Linked DNA regions of Danio rerio: region 2 is linked to region 1. Evidence: chromatin contacts called from public Hi-C data. All regions are on one chromosome and are shown on one strand. Each heading gives the region's core, a stretch centred on a gene start, on an enhancer-like site or on the middle of the called end of the contact. The rest is flanking DNA. Distances are from core to core; before and after follow the strand shown.

Region 1 (2,975 bases), core at 202-2,701:
AGACAACAGCTTCTCGAATAAAAGGTCTATAAAAGTGCATGTCTGATGTTTAACTTAACTAAGTGAGAAATGTTTGCACTCTCCTGTTGTAGAAATACTAAGAAAAATATTTTATATTAATAAGCTTTATAATAAATACATTTTTGCCAATGATTTAGGCCTTCAGGTAATGATAATCATCGATAGGTTCCCAATTTACATTAAGTGCAGTTTAGCTATCTATTATGTTACACTTAATTATGCTTTGTTATGATGTTATTATGACTGAATAGTGCTTATCATTTCCTGCAGAATTATAAGAAGTGCTGCTGCCCTGTTTCCACCTAAGGGCCTTTGGCGTTTCCCAAATCCATCGTTTCAATGAACATTTGCAAATTGCATCGCAAACTTTTAGAAGTTAGAAGCATAGTTCCTGGTTGTGTTCTATTCCCTGTTATCCCACCTATGTCCTATTCCTTTTGAACGTTCCAACATTTAAACTTGGAATGATAAAAAAAAAAAAAAAAACATTAAAGTGATCTCTCTTAGGCGTAATTTGCTTCTAAAGTCTTTTTACAGTTCAGTTTTAGCAAACTTCATATTGACAATTGCGCTCCCTTCACAGTGCACTTTGAAAACAATATGTGCCATTTTTAATGCAGTTGTGGGTTATGACGAAAGCTTTAGGTAACCTATGTTTATTATATTATATTTTAATAAAATTAAATTACTATTATTAATAAGTAGCATTGTTTTTCATTTCTTAATACATATATATATATATATATATATATATATATATATATATATATATATATATATATATATATATATATATATATATATATATTCAATTATTAAATTTCATTTAATATGAAAAAACGAGTGAATGATTTTACCCAAACTAATATTGGATTGTTTGTAATTTGCACAAAAAATGATGGGGTTTTTCTCTAAAGAACTGGTTACTCCACCCCGTTTAGAGCGTCATTATGGACGTTCTGAATGAGACTACAGACTATTCCCTAACTCCATTCTCTTCCTTCCTCACCAAGCCCCACCCATCTTCATATGTTTAGCCTGCTTTATTCTAGTATGTGTAGTAAGCTTGTATTCACCTGTTTAGGTCATGATAACAATTGATATATGTTTTGTTTGTGATTCAGTGTTCTTTTTCTATTACACATCAGCAGCTAAAATAAGTAGTTTATAGATGCACTTGTATATTTCACAGGTCTTAGATTAGCACTATAAATAATATTATTATTAATTATGAGGCAAAATAAACTTTTATCTAAAAATGTACAGTATGATCTAAAAATAACTGTAATTAGTGCAATACTTTGCTTCAACTTGGTAAAAAAAAATATGGTAAAGTGCTGTATTTCATTTTACAGTATGCTAATTAATAAAGTAATACAGCAATGTTAGCCATTTATTTTTATTTAATAATTTTTTTTTTAATTTATAATTTATAATTTGTTTATTTATGTGGCATCATGGCTGAACTTGAACTAAGATCGCCATCCGCTGTGTAAAACATATGCTAGATAAGTTGGCAGTTCATTCCTCTATGGCGACCCCAGATTAATAAAGGAACTAAGCCGAAATGAAAATGAATGAATTATGTTCATTGTGGTTATATTACAGATGTCCAGTTCCAGAAAAGTGGTTGAATTGTTCTATGATGTCGTTTCTCCTTATTCCTGGCTGGCATTTGAGGTCTGTCATTTTATTTTTGTCTTTTTTTTTTTGTCTTGCCATCAGTACCAATATGACTGATTTTCTGTGTTTAGGTGCTGTGTCGCTACAAAAATGTTTGGAACATTGACCTCAAATTTAAACCATCATTTTTAGGAGGAGTTTTTCACGGTTCAGGTTATGGATGGAATTTTTTTTTTTTTGCTAATTCCTGACTAGATCTAATTTGAAAATCAAGTCATTCATTTAAAAAAATGACCTTAATACAGGATAAGAGTTGATTTGTTTTATGTGTACTAATTGTAAATCAGGCCCTTCTGGTAGCACGTTGTAACAGCTACACTATAATTCAGCTACACGTCACCTGTATTTTGCTTTTAATAATGAAAAGATGAAAATGTTCAATCCAATTTGTTTTGCTTTTAGGTAACACTGAACCTGGAATGGTCGATAATAAGCTCCATTATATGATCACAGATCTGAAACTGATGTCTGAGTACTATGGGGTCCCTGTAAATCCACCTTCGCCTTGTAAGAAAGGTATTCAAACCACAGTTTTTCTTTAAAATGTTGCCAATGAGGCACAATGGAAATGAATGTACAGTCAAACAAGCACATTTTTCAATTCATTATAATTTCGAAAATAGTAATAAAATATGACTAATTCAGTGCGTCAGAACAAAATTCAGAACATTTTTGTTTACAATCTACCAAAATAATTCAAACTACTGTTGGTATGACAAGATGCACACAGCTATAAATACTTTTGTTGGTTCACTTTCAGCCTCAATGACAGGCTATATAGGCTCTGCTGTCAACCAGTTTCATACAAACCCGATCTCTAATATTTTTTCGCAGAATTACTGCAGCAGTTTCTTCACTTCATATTGCTTTAGTCCACTGTTTGAAATTTTGGATATAAAGTCAAAGTTGACTTTATTTTGCTATTTTCACTTACATAAATGAACTAGGGCTTGGCGATTCATTGTAAAGTAATCAAAACCGACATTCAGAACCTATAATTGATCTATTTTTTCCAGAAGGACTTTTTCAATTACATTCCCTACATGTCACGTGACCCTCCTCTGTTAAAGTCTGTGGCAGATTTCTACTTCTGCAGACACATCTGATCTCTAATCAAGTAGGACGATGGTCCTATTCTTAAGTAGGTAGTGCTGTCGCCTCATAGCAAGAAGGTCGCTGGTTTGAGCCTTGGCTTGGTCAGTTGGCATTTCTGTGTGGAGTTTGCATGTTTTGCCCGCAATCACATGGGTTTCCTCCAGGTACTCTGGTTT
Region 2 (2,803 bases), core at 66-2,565, 990 kb after region 1:
TTTTATCCTTTAAGAATGAAATGAATTGTATTTGAATAAAGAGTACATATATTTATACAAACATTTTAAAAAGTAAAAGTTGTTAATAATCTTTGTCGAATAGCTAAAAGGGTTTTTAAGTATAATAGCTAATTACACTGAACTAACTGACACTGGTAATAATTGAAAGATCATTATGTAAATAAATACTATTTGGTCATTTGTATTAGTTTGTTTGTTTTAGTTTCTCCATCCTGGGTATAGTATACCTCAATGAGTGAGGGAGGCTGGGTATTGTCTAGATTGTTTTGCCATGCTCGTTTCCAGAGCTCTCTAGAAACCTTCTCCAATAGCACATTTTCTTCTTGGTTTTTCTCTGCTATAGCAGTCACAAAGCGCATTTCAAGCAAGGTTTCTTAGATGAAAAAAGAAGGAGAGAGAGAAAAAATTTAAAAAAAAAATATAAGGAAATAAAATATGTATTATAGCTGAGGCCATGACCATCATCATTAAAAAAAACCTGCAAATTTAAATACCTTTGTTAAAAACTGGAGGGGGATTCAGAGGGACCCCATAGTACTCAGAAATCAGTTTCAGATCTGCGAGCAAGTACCGCTGCTTATTATCAACTGATCCAGGTTCAATGTTACCTAAAAAAAAAAAAAACTTGATTGAAAGTTTTCATCTCTTCATTAATAAATGCAAAATACAGGTGATGTGCAGCTGAATTATGATGTAGCTGTTACAATATAATTGCTGCCAGAGGAATCTGATGTACAATTACACGTAAAATTGTGGCATATTAATTATTAAAGCTGGCGGTTCATTCCGCTGTGGCGACCCAAGATTAATAAAGGGACTAAGCCGAAAAAAAAATGAATGAATGAATGGTTAAAGCATTCTAATTAGGAGATTGCATCCATTTTCTATTACCATCAACTCTTAAGGCTCATTTTTAAATAAATACACTATAACTTGATTGTTGTGTTAAGAACTAGTTTATTTGGATATAAGGAAGGATATTTATGTTAAAGCAAAAATGGTTTTATCCATTTCCTGAACCTTTAAAAACTCCACCTAAAAAGGCTGGTTTATATTTAAGGTCAATGTTCCAAACATTTTTGTAGCGACACAGCACCTAAACACAGAAAATAAATTATATTGGTACACTTAAAGCAAAAAATTAAAAAATAAATTAAAAAGATAAAATGACGGACCTCAAATGCCAGCCAAGAATAAGGAGAGACAACATCGTAGAAAAATTCAACCACTTTTCTGGAACTGGACATCTGTAATATAACCATAATGAGCATAAACACATAATTATGGGCTACAATTTATGAATAGTTAATCATTTACATTTTTCATAATTCACACACTTCATAATTAATAAAAAAAATATTAGTGCTCATATAAAACCTGCAAATCATCTACTATTAGAATAAAATACGTATTTCAGCTGTTGATGTGAAATGAAAAATCATCACCGAGTCATTAATTGCAAATAAACTTTATTTTGTATAAGATTTTTAACAATACACTCAAGAAAATGTGAGTATTAATAAGATTAGTGACAGCTTATTCAAGGGAGCTTATCAACATCTTATTTAAACCATATAAAATATATGAATTCATGCATATACAATTCTACTCTAAGCTTAATTTTCATTCATTGTTCTCTAAAAACAACCTTTTTCAAAGCTGATCTGAAGAGAATGAACTCAGTACTCAATAAAATACTTTATTAAACGTACCACAACAACACAATTTCTACCATTTTGTGCATATATGAAAAAATATTTTACGAAACTTAACATTGTATGATGCTAAAACATCTATTACCTTATTCAAAAACAACTTTTATTTGTGACCGCTATTGTGACCACACTAATAATTTCAAAGACACTTTAAGACAAAACAGAAAACTCATGAATATTCATTTATACTTCATCCAGCATCACCGAATATCTAACACACACAAAATTTCACAAAACCTGTTACCAAAATATGTTTTGAAAGCCAACATTCATTAACACATAGATATATGATATGAGTAAAACATATGAATATATATTTTTAAATGTCTTTGGCATGGTTAAAAATGCCGGTCATAATGTGAGGACGGGCCGTATGTGGCGTATGAGCTGTAGGTTAGGGACTCCTACTCTATACTCACTTAACATTCACATTTTAACATAGACTAGTTAAAAGAACCATTTAGCCATCAGAGAGGATTACAATTCACAATCTGACCAGAGAGTATAACAATTCACCATCAAAAACCTGATAATTCAGCACCTTACCTCAATTCAATGCACCTCAATTTTCTCTAGAAGCTTCAAATATCCAGCCATGGCTCTTGACTCACTTAATGTGCATGAAACACACTCTGTGTTTTTGATTTGGGACAAAAACATTAATTTTTTAAGACTTAAAAGCAAGTGAAATTTAGAGGTTGTTCAAAATGGAGTTTGGAGGTGCAACATCACACTGTGGGCTAGGTAGGGTGAGGCCCAAACCACTTCTCCCCTGAAAGACAAAAAAAAATGAGTGGACAATTAGAGCCTTTGACCAAAGATGTCAATATCCTACAGTTTATGGTTTTATTTATGGTTTAAAACTGGGTATGGAAAATATTAAAAAGTAATAATTGAACAAATAAATGAAAACCAACAAACAAAAAAACTGAATTAATAGCAACCTAAGTGTATTTTATCATATGCAATGTAGATTTAGTGTGCATTAAAAGCACTATGCTTTTGGCTCAATCTCTAATGGCACACTTCATTTATCCAATGGTCCAGTTGATTCAGATAAATTGCAT

Evidence for each region. Hi-C and Micro-C count contacts between places; a contact is called where the count stands out from the background.
Region 2: a contact with region 1 is called in a Hi-C map of sperm, with 9 times the contacts expected there. The contact joins the promoter of LOC141378226 here to the promoter of gstk2 in region 1. A contact is called at or near these places in 5 of 18 Hi-C or Micro-C datasets (embryo, gastrula embryo and sperm) and 1 of 4 datasets of contacts at active chromatin or transcription factors (caudal fin).

Annotation. Positions count from the first base shown.
Region 1 is chr16:34,181,888-34,184,862 of GRCz12tu, forward strand. It overlaps gstk2 (glutathione S-transferase kappa 2), which reads left to right and starts at 1,452. Exons shown (of 7, transcript NM_001386403.1): 1 at 1,452-1,701; 2 at 1,776-1,857; 3 at 2,107-2,220. The coding sequence starts at 1,630. All of the region lies in intron 15 of dgat1b (diacylglycerol O-acyltransferase 1b), which reads right to left.
Region 2 is chr16:35,175,763-35,178,565 of GRCz12tu, forward strand. LOC141378226 (glutathione S-transferase kappa 1-like) reads right to left here and starts at 1,316. Exons shown (of 7, transcript XM_073926184.1): 1 at 1,197-1,316; 2 at 1,052-1,117; 3 at 516-645; 4 at 249-394. The coding sequence starts at 1,292. All of the region lies in intron 4 of LOC141378227 (a long non-coding RNA gene), which reads left to right. It also overlaps a transcript of gstk1 not described here.